2 separate regions of the Anas platyrhynchos genome follow, and region 1 is linked to region 2. A link is a contact called in public Hi-C data. All regions are on one chromosome and are shown on one strand. The core of a region is the stretch at or near the end of the contact, and the rest is flanking DNA. Distances in the headings are between cores, read along the strand shown. Region 1 holds the start of ABCB9 (ATP binding cassette subfamily B member 9). Region 2 overlaps HIP1R (huntingtin interacting protein 1 related).

What was found. Hi-C and Micro-C count contacts between places; a contact is called where the count stands out from the background.
Region 1: a Hi-C map of F5 follicle shows a contact between it and region 2, with 2.0 times the contacts expected there. The contact joins the promoter of ABCB9 here to the enhancer-like site in region 2. A contact is called at or near these places in 4 of 8 Hi-C or Micro-C datasets (F5 follicle, liver, skeletal muscle and 1 more).

Annotation. Positions count from the first base shown.
Region 1 is chr16:3,235,098-3,240,093 of IASCAAS_PekinDuck_T2T, reverse strand. ABCB9 (ATP binding cassette subfamily B member 9) reads left to right here and starts at 1,663. Exons shown (of 12, transcript XM_027470031.3): 1 at 1,663-1,759; 2 at 3,106-3,791; 3 at 4,113-4,227; 4 at 4,568-4,698. The coding sequence starts at 3,185.
Region 2 is chr16:3,197,985-3,203,057 of IASCAAS_PekinDuck_T2T, reverse strand. It overlaps HIP1R (huntingtin interacting protein 1 related), which reads right to left. Exons shown (of 31, transcript XM_072024602.1): 28 at 4,516-4,639; 29 at 4,360-4,421; 30 at 4,008-4,211; 31 at 3,024-3,413. The coding sequence ends at 3,408. Among named protein-coding and RNA genes, the nearest start is that of HIP1R, 17 kb to the right of the region's middle. Within about 2 kb of position 1,822, at least 5 of the 8 cell types and tissues checked have an H3K27ac peak or open chromatin away from gene starts, as enhancers often do. A contact at or near this core is called in F5 follicle, where this site is marked.

The DNA of each region.
Region 1 (4,996 bases), core at 414-2,913, 37 kb before region 2:
TACCACCTGCAAACGGGGCAGGAGCAGGAGCTGTGGTTGACAGGAGGTGCTCGGAGCTTCCTGAAGCTCCAGCCTAGATCCCATTCTGCCCTCTACTGATGGAGAACTCTGAGCACAGCCACAAATTGTCATTTCTTACCATGAGTTCTGCGAGTTTGGGGCTGATGAGGTGGAAAGACCTCGTTTGGTCCCTCCCGTGCCTCGAGGTGCCGCCAGCAGTGCTGACGCTGTCGGTACAGCTTTTGCCCGCAGAGCTGCAGCAGGGCTGAGCTGATTTTTAAGCAGCCTCTCCTCTGCTTTCCAGGTGATCGCCAACATGACCACAGCCTACAAGCGGGAGCGCAAGAGCATGAAGAGGAAAAGCCGGGGCCTGCCCTCTCTCGCCTTCAAAGTGGAAGACAACGTGTTTGGGAGCAACGGTACCTCTCCCCTCAAGAAACTGAAGAAGGGCCAGTTTGTGTCCTTCCAAATCGAGACAGTCCTGCCGCCTGAGCAGAGCATGGCCGGGGGGAAGAAAACCAGTTAACTGCTGGGGCGTTTCTGGGGGTCCTGCGGGGCTGGGGCCAGCAGAGCGAACTGTTCCCGAGGGTCGTGTCCCAGCTGTGTGGGAGCCCAGCGCGTGGACGCACCTACTCTGTCTTGGGGAGCGAGGAAAGGGAAGGTTCAGACAAGGGGCTCTGCTCCATCCCTTCCTGGTCCGGATTTGGACCATCCCTACGGCACAGAGAAGTGGCACCATCCTCATCTGGGGGCAGCAGGGGGCTCGGTGGTGCCGAGAGGCTCCTCCTGGAACACGGGAATCAGTGCACTGAGGCCTGGGGAGCGATCTGGGGGCAGAAAGGGGAAGGACCAGAAAGGAGGCGGTGTTCACCAGGTCGCAGTCTGCTTCCTCCAGCTTAAATCTGCCCTCCCCGCTGGCAGCCTGACCCGGGAAGAGCCACGCCAGGTCTGGCTGCATCCCTGTGGCCGTGGGGATGGCTTGAAGCGAGCTGTTTAGTTGTGAGCACTCAGTAGCAGAATTAAAATCGACAACGAAATGCAAGATTCTCATTTGTTGGTCATCCAGGCGGAGAAAACTGCCTTCTTCCTTCTGTTCCACCCCGGACAGGGGGGTGAACTCCAGGAATCTCATAGATCCTGCACTGCCGGGGTTGCAGACCCTGTTAAAGTCCCGTGCTAGGACCCCTGACCCAGGCCACCCCGGTGTCACTTGTCCCCCACCTGGGAGCTGAGCAGGGAAGAGGCTGAGTGCTGGCACGAGCTTGTCTGGGCTTAAAAACATTTATAAGCCGAATTTCTTGAAAACAGACCCCTCGCAGCACTCCTTGTAGTAGGGGTTAATTATTAGGGGCTAATTTAAAACCCCATCAAGCCGGGTTTGACGTTTCCTTGTATTTGGGGTCCATATAAAACCCCACCGAGCCCAGTTTAGGGCCCTTTCATCTTTTCCCTCTTCTTTCCTACCCAAAAATAAAATAAATTCTGTGAAATTTTGCAGGGTGCGGGGGGGGACCCTGAGGCTTCCCTGGCCAAGGCGGTGCAGGGCTGGGGGACACCGGGGGGGTGACACCGGGGGGCGACACCGGTGCCCCCCTCCCCTTTGGTCACCCCCCGTTCCCGGCACACGGTGGCGCCGGCGGGAAAGCGCCGCAGCGAGGGGGCGTGGCTAAGGGGGATGTGGGCGTGGCCTATTGGGATAAGCCCCGCCCACCCGCGACCTTCTCCCGCAGCGGGCGCGCCGGCGCCGGAGCCGCCGCAGGTAGGGAACGGGGCTGGGGCGCGCTGCGTGGGTTGGGATTTGGGAGGGTTTTGGGGGCTCCGCGCCGGTTTTGAGGGTTTTTACGGAATGGCCGGAGCACGGAGGGCTGGGCGGAGGTGGTGGTTGGTGGGAAAAGGGGGTGCGGCGCGGGGAAAAGCTGCTGCGTGGGTTGTGCGGGTAGGTGGGTGGGAGGATGCTGGGGTGGGGCAAGACCCCATACAGGGGCACCGGGGCGTTGCGGGGTCCACGGAGAGCCCAAAAGGGCTCTCCGTGGACCCCGCAACGCCCCGGTGCCCACGGATCGCGGGGGGCCTTTGTAGGGCCCTTCCTTGCTCCACGGGGCTGATCCCGCGTGGATCGGTCACGCTGCCTCGTCCTGAAGCGCAGCACCTCTGGGCATAGCTCAGGAAGTCCCGCTTTTTTATTTTTATTTTTTTACTGCTTTTTATGTCACTTCGGAGCCGGTCCCAAGCATCCCTGCGTGGGGTCGGAGCTCCGCGTGGTAGCAAGGGCGGTGTCCCGCCTCGGAGCCTCCCTCTCCCGTGGGATGCGGTCGTGGGTTTCCAGCTGCTTTGTAGTTTTCCCTCGTGATTTTTTTAATGAATTTTATGCAGCCTCCGAATTTTATGCAGCACCTTCGGAGGGTTGCCCCAAATGGTTATTTGGGAGGGTGCTGTGGCTCCTGGAGCTGTAATCACAGGATTGTAGGGGTTGGAAGGGGCCTCAAGACATCACTGATAATGCATTTTTTGGAGATAATGCATTTTTTTTTTTGGTTTTCGAAGAGGAGAAGCTGTTACAAAGCAGAGCTGCTCTCCCTTCTGCTTTGATACGGTTTCATAGGGTTTTGATCAAGTGCTTGATTTCAGCTCCCTCCCAGGGAAAGCAGGAAGGGACCCTCAGATCCCAAATATCTGTGTTCAATAACCACACGGCTCCATAGTGCAGGGCACGAGGGCTGCACAGATGTCCTGGCCCCGTGGCCCTGTGCCCATGTCCCGGCATTGCCCAGCTGGGACCTCAGGGTGGGCCTGGGGCCATCACAGCAAGCGAGGATGAAGTTTCCCACTGAGATGCAAGGGGAGGTTTCAGGCTCAGGATTTAGGATGGATGGAGAGATGTGGGAGGGGGAATTTGTCTTCATTTGGGCTTCCAATTCCATGAAATATTTCAGAGAGATACAGAGGGGAAGAGGAGGGGACGAAGGAACAGATAGCGGTGTTTGGGATCAAGATGCTGGGCGGCTGGCATGGCTTCCCCTACAGGCACTCGCACCCTGCTCCCCTTTCCCCACCACCTCCCGGTGGCGAATGCCAACCCCATCCCCTTCTTCTCACCCCACACAGAGGACACTGTGGCCATGTCCTCCCTGCACTAGAACCGTCCCCCCCCACCGCCTCAGTGGCTCCCAACCCGGCCGGGAGGATGCGTGCCTGGAAGGCGGTGGCCAGCACGCTGGTGCTGAGCGGGGTCGATGTGGTGGTCACCACGCTGCTCTACGCCCACGGCCGGGGCGGCCGGGACATCCTGCAGGACCTGCGGCACTTCAACATCTTCAACTCGCTGCTGGACGTCTGGGGGGGCTGCCTCTACCGCAGCTGCGTGCTGCTGGGGGCTTCCATCGGGGTGGCCACCAACACAGCCTACGGCCCCCGGCGCCTCAGGGCCTCGCGGACCTTCATCGCTGTCGTCTGCCTCCTCATGGGCATCTACATGATGGTGAAGCTGCTGCTCTACTCCGAGGTGCGCAGGACCATCAAGGACCCCTGGTTCTGGGGGCTCTTTGCCTGGACCTACGTGGCTTTGGCGGCCACCTTCGGGCTGTGGCAGCTGCTGGCCTGCGTGACGTCCTCCCGCGAGGCACTGGGGCATGGCTCCGAGTCCCGCACCGAGGCGGAGGAGAGCTGCGATGCCCCCCGGGACAAGAGGGAGGAGGCGGCGGGTCCCACCATCCACAAGCTGCTGTCGTACACCAAGCCGGACGCCTTCTTCCTGGGCATCGCCTCCTTCTTCCTCCTGGTGGCCGCGCTGGGTGAGCAAAGGGGCTAGAGGGGGACGTGGGGTGCTCTGCCTCTCGTCGGGAGGGAAGGAGCCACGTGGGGGGCTCCTGAGATGGGTGACACCTCCTAAACGGGCTGGGGGAATGGTTAAAAGGGCAAAATGTACAGTGGAGGATAAAATGCAATGGGAAATGGGACATCTCTGTGTGCTGCTGAGGGCTGTGCCTCCTGGTACATCTCATGTGAGGTATGAATATCTCCGTGGTGGGGATGGGGTTGGCCAAGGGCCTTCGTGGCTGGGAATGCAGGTCCTGTGGTGGGTCTGTAACCTCTCGTCCTGTGTTCCCGTACAGGAGAGACCTTCCTGCCCTACTACACGGGGCTGGCCATCGACGGCATCGTGGTGCAGAAGAGCATGGACCGCTTCTCCACGGCCGTGCTGGTCATGTCGCTGCTTGCCATAGGAAGGTAATCGCGGGGGCTGGCACCCAGGGATGCGTTTTGGTGTCTCGGTGCTTCTTGGCGCTGCGAGGCCGTGGTGGTGGTGGGGAGCAGGAACAGGCACAGGGGATGGGCCCCCCAGGGAAGGTTGTCCTGGCAGCCCCATGTCCCGTCCTGACGGGTGTCATTGCTGGGGTTAGGACCAGTGCCCCCTTGTGGGGTTGGTAACACCATCAATCACTTCCCGGGGTGGAAACGGTACCGGCACAGCATTGCCCAAGCCCTCGGCGTGGGCGTTGGTGTGTTTGTGTTGCTGAGGAGTGGGTTTCGTGTCCACTGGTCTATAACGTTTCTTATCTGCAATTAGCTCATTTGCCGCAGGTATCCGGGGCGGCGTTTTTACGCTCATATTTGCAAGGCTGAACATCCGCCTCCGCAACTGCCTCTTCAGGTCGCTGGTGTCCCAAGAGATGAGTTTCTTTGATGAGAACCGTACAGGTGGGTTCCCCTTTCCCCTGGGTTTGCTCTAGTCCCTCCATCCCGTCCCAGCGTACGGTATTTTTCCCCTTGGTTTGCCCTCCTGGAGGTGGCACCCAAATGCTCGTGTTTAGAAATGGGGATAGAAAGCTTTTATTTTATTTTATTTTATTTTATTTATTTTTTCAACCTTTTGGGTACCTCCCTGCCATGGGGTCAGGATTGCCCAGCACCTGGAGGATGTCACTCTGCCACCAACCAGCCTGACATCCAGCAGCCCTGGGGCTGACACATTCATCTCTGGCCATCTCATCTCCAA
Region 2 (5,073 bases), core at 573-3,072:
TGTGCTAAACCATTGATCTAGGTGTGATTGTTCCTTAGCCAAAGGAGAGAAAGCCAGTGCAGTGAGATGCTGCCAGGTAGGGGACCCACATGTCAATTGGGTAACTGATAACAACAAAAAAAAAAATTAACACAAAAGCTGCAAGCGGTGTGTTGGTGACACAGGTAGTGTTTCATGTCTTGAGCCCTCCCTTCTCTTTGGAAGTTGGCTTTGGAGGTCACACAAACCTATACACATCCTACTGTAACACTTGTTCCTCTAATTTGAGTCCTCTTCCAGTTGCACATTAATCAACCCCGACAGAATCTTCTACAGGTTTGCCTGTTTACTTCTGAGTCTTTGTCACTGTGATTGAAGCACGGGGTGCTTTTTAGACTGATTTCTTTTGAAATTCTTTTTCTGATTTCTCACCTGAAGCTTTATGACACTCATGTGCCCCGGCTGACTGTGCTGTGGAAATGCTATGCTGCCTTTTGGGGTGCTCTGTGTGTGTGTGTCTGTTAGCTGTCCCACACTACCAGTGATGTTTTGCACGGGCTATATGCAGCCTCTTTGCATCGTGCTGTTTTAAATTAAGTCAGCTGACCCCAGGGGTGTTTGTAAAATGTCTGTCTTGGCTGAGATTTCTTTCCTTCCCAAGTAATTTTCCCAATTGGGCCATTCAGGGAATGCCTGTGCCAAGAACAGTGTTGCACAGAAGCACTTACCTGGTGCCCTGCAGGTTAGGCTCAGAAGGGAAATAACCCACCCCGCAAGTGGGTGGCGGCTGCTCACGGCTTGAAGGGCTCTTAAAAACATTTTTACAGAAGTTTCTTTCTTACCTGATTTCCTAAAGCTTGTAATAGCAGCATTTTGTATTTGTGTGCTTACTTTCAATGGAGTATTTTCTTCTTAGTGATCTGGGAGACTTGTGTTTTCTAAATCTCGCTCTCTCTAACAGTGCAGGTGCTCAACTTCAGCTGCTTTGTGCGCTCACATCCAAACTCATTTGTGGTTACACGAGGTTTGGCTGCCGAGGAAGCCAGAGGGTGGGGGGAGAGGAGGGCTTCAATAAGAGGCTGCTTGAAAACTGCTTCAAGAAAAATAAACTGCACTGAACTACCCTTGGTAGGAGGGAGCAGACTGTCATGTTTCACATCTTTCTCTTGGTTATTTTCCACTGTTTTTGTCGCAAGTAGTGAGTAAAATTTGTTCTCGGCACAGTTCTAAGCATGTTCCTTGCTCTACGGATACAATAATGGCATTTAAAACTCATTAGCAAATTGGATCCTGTACAGCAGGGCGTCTTGATGGAATCTTAGACTAAACCTTTGCATAGACAGTTTGTGATGTGGTTTGTTTATTTTTTTTCATGACTGCTATGACTAGAAAATACTTTCCAAAAAGAATGGGAATTGAGGCAATCTTAAAATGGACAGCAAGCTTAATTTTGATATAAAACTACTTTAGTACGTAAGTTTTGTTTTAAATGGCATTTGGGGCTAGTTTGTGCTGTTATTTTTTTTTGACTTTGTACATGCTTGCACGGGTCACTTTACCTGCAGCCTCTGCAAGTATTGATTTAAGTAAACCATAATGAAACAGCAGCGTTGTTGAACAAGTTCCATTCACCCACAGGACTGCTTTTAAAGCCAATATCGCTTTGCTTTTGAATTCTTTAAACTTTAAATAGAGCTGTGGCTAGATTTACGGTAGCACAATTTGAAAGTTAGCATTCTTGATTAATCAATATTTCCATTATGAGATGTGCTGGTGTGAGTGGCCAGGGTGACGTCAGTCTCCCAGCAAATACAGCGTTATCACTGCCTATAAATAGACTGCAAGCTACCGCAGCAAGCACTTCCTTGTGTGAAGAGAAAGGGTTTCAGGAAGAAACGAAACTTAGAAGTACAGGGCTGGCCACGGTTGGTGCTGTAACGTGACAGCACGGTGTGGTATTTATTGGTCACCCAATAAACTAAAGCCTTTCCTCCAGTGCTGCTGCAGATAAGAGCTTTGCTTTGCCTTCCAGGGAAGAATGTGCCTTGTCAGGCTGGGGAAGCACTCCCTGTAGCTTGCAGGAGTCAGCTAGCTGCTTGTCTTGCCCAGTGACACCAGTATTTAACAAACACCAAAGCCCATTTTCAAGATGTGGGCTCTTCTTTACGGGTATGATTGGTTGGGAAATGAGAATTACAGCTCACCACGCTGCCAGGGTGGGTTGTTTATAACCTGGTAATATGGTTTGTGATGTGTAACTGCAGAAAACTTAGGTCTTCAGGAGGCAGCTACACTATTGAATAATAAAATGCTTTCTAAAGGTTTCATTCTTTAGATATAGCAAGTTGTAATTCTAACAAACAGCATCACAGTCTATTGTTAATGGTGAACTACATGTACATGCTTTGTACTGTGGCTTGTATCAAATTTTATAATTGCTTTAGTGTCATGCAGAACTGGATGAAAATGTTGATTCTCGGTATTTTTTTTAATGGCCCCTCACACTGCTCCTCTTAGCTGCACAGGTGCTGTGCTCACCCTCTTATGGGTGTCTTTGCTTCAGGTGTCCATGGGTGCACCTGAGTTGTGCCAGAAGCTGAAGTGAAACTCAGCCCTGCAGAATAACAGATTCCTTGAAACATCTCCTTTCTGTCATCCTAAGGCTGAAGCGGAAGCAATTTCAAATAAATTGTCAGTAACCTTGAGGTTTGCCAAAGACTTCCCCGTTGACTTTGGGCGGGTGCCCTGCAGCCAGCAGCAAGCCCTGGGTGCAGGTGCCTGGCCCTGTGCCTTCAGCCACAGCTTTCATCGCCTGTATGATCCGCCACAAAGCCACCCTGGCTCAAAACCCTTCCTGGTGTCTTGTTCCTGCCCATGGGGGCCCAGAGGGGCAGCGAGGAGCCTCCATCTCACGGCCACATCTCACCCATCCCACCCCTGTACCATCACTGAACTCCCCCGAGGCACTTCCCCACCAGGAGGCAATTCAGCACCTTCTGGAAAACGCTTTAGTGCCAACCCCACCGCTGCCCAAGCACCACACCTTGTTTAAATATTGCTGCTTTAATAATCTACATCATGGTAGTAGTTCAAGGAGAAGATACAGCTGATTACGTTTCCTCTGCCCCCCATCTCTTCCCATCAGCGTTCCCTTATTGCTGCAGACTTTGCCATGTTTAACGTCCCCTGGCTCCTGCAGGCCACGGTTAGGTTTAATTCTGCTAATTATCTTACATATAAAACATAATGCAACTGATCCCCTGCTGTTGCTGTAGTAATACAAAATAGAAAAGGAAATAAAAATGTTTATATCCTTATTGCCAGTGTGTCAATACCTGCTTTTTCCCTTACAAAATGTTCCTCACGCCTGTTAAAGCTAAATTCCCCTTCTCTGTTGAGAGCTGATCCCACGCTGAAACAAAGTCAAATTATTCCTGAAAAAGGGGAATTTAAAAAAACAGTTGCAAGAAAAGCCCAGCAGTTTCCTACTTCAAAAACATTGCACAGTTCTTTGAAAGGGTCTAAGCAGTACAGTAGAGAGCTACATTTACTGAAAATGTCTAGAGCTGATAAAAAATAAAATAAAAATCAACCCAAAAGAATCCCAAATTAAGTTAAACTGGGCGAGCTGCTCAGCAGGCCACGAGGAGGGCATCCTGCACTGCTTGGGGAACTGCAGGACGCCGACAACTCTACTGATAGGAACTGAGTGAAAAAAAATAAAAGTCACTTTAGAAAAAAAAATCCAGTTTCTCAGGCCAGGCAGGGAGGAGACCCCCCGCGCACGAAGGCACACCAGTGCAGAGGCAAGGCGATCTGTTTAAAACACAGACATAAGAGCGTTGCTGTGGCTGCCCCCACCCCGGGGCTGGGCCCCAGCTCCGTCCCCTCGGTCCCACTAGAAGTTGACGGCTTGCGCCCGGTGCAGGCTGGCGTCTTGCTCAGGCTGCAACGAGAGGGGACAAAGCCAAAGATCAGGGCACAAACGTGTCCCCAGCCCCATGTCCCCCCTCTTCTGATGTCCCTACCTCTCTGTCTGGCCCCGGGACGTGGCCGGGTTTCTGGGCCAGGGCCGGCTTCTTGAGGATGCCTCTCCTGGGGGCTGGTGCTGGACGAGCCTCCCCATCCTCCGCCGCATCGTAGCCGCCAGCCAAGGCGTAGTGCTGCTTCCTCAGCTCGCCCAGGCGCACCCGCTCGCCCTCCAGACACTTCTCCAGCTCCAGCACCTTCACCTGCACCACAAGAGCACGCTTGGTCCTCAAGTGCCCAGCAGCAATGGCCATGGGGATGCAATAACCCCCCAAAGTGTTGTGCTGCCCCCTCCAGAGAGGATGGCAGCACCGAATTAGCCCTCATTTCCTCCCCGTGTGGAGGTTTCACCTGTGTTTCCATTTCTTCCTTCTTCAGCTTGATGAGGGACATGCCTGAAAAGTCCATGGTGTCTGGAGAGAAAAGCAGGGGGGGTGTTTACTAGGCCAAGAAAGGAACCGAGGGCTTCAGCTTTTAGCTTTCCCTTCCTGCTTTACCAAACCTCACCTTTCTCCTCGATCTGCTCCTGCCCTGTCCTGGTGGAAGCCACCACGTTGGCCGCCATCTCGTTGACGTTGCGTGAGCACTCCTGGAGCTTGCCCAAGTTCCTGCTGCTCTTCTCAGCTTTCACCTGCAACGAACACACAGATGGTCGCGGGTCCCCAGCGTGGCCGCAAAGCCTGCCAGCTGAGGGGTACGGGTGCACAGTGAGGCAGCCAAATCCTGCACGGGAGCAGGGACACCAACCCCACCCCATTACAGTGGCCTAACTGGGAATAACAACCTAGATGTGAAAAGGACAGATGGACTTGCTGATCCCATCAGGGACAAGGTGACCTCCTTCAGCCTGGGGACACTAAGCCACCACTGCTCCCACGTGAGCCAAGGACACACGAACAAGCAGCACTGGTGCACAGATAATTTTTTTACAACCCCGTTCTTCATTTTAACATCATCTGCCACAAAAAGCAGTCTCGGCCCACCTCCCTCCAACCCTCTGCTCACTGAAACCTCCGTCACCATGAAGAAGAAAGGTGGTAAGGACCGAAATTCATCCCTCTCAAT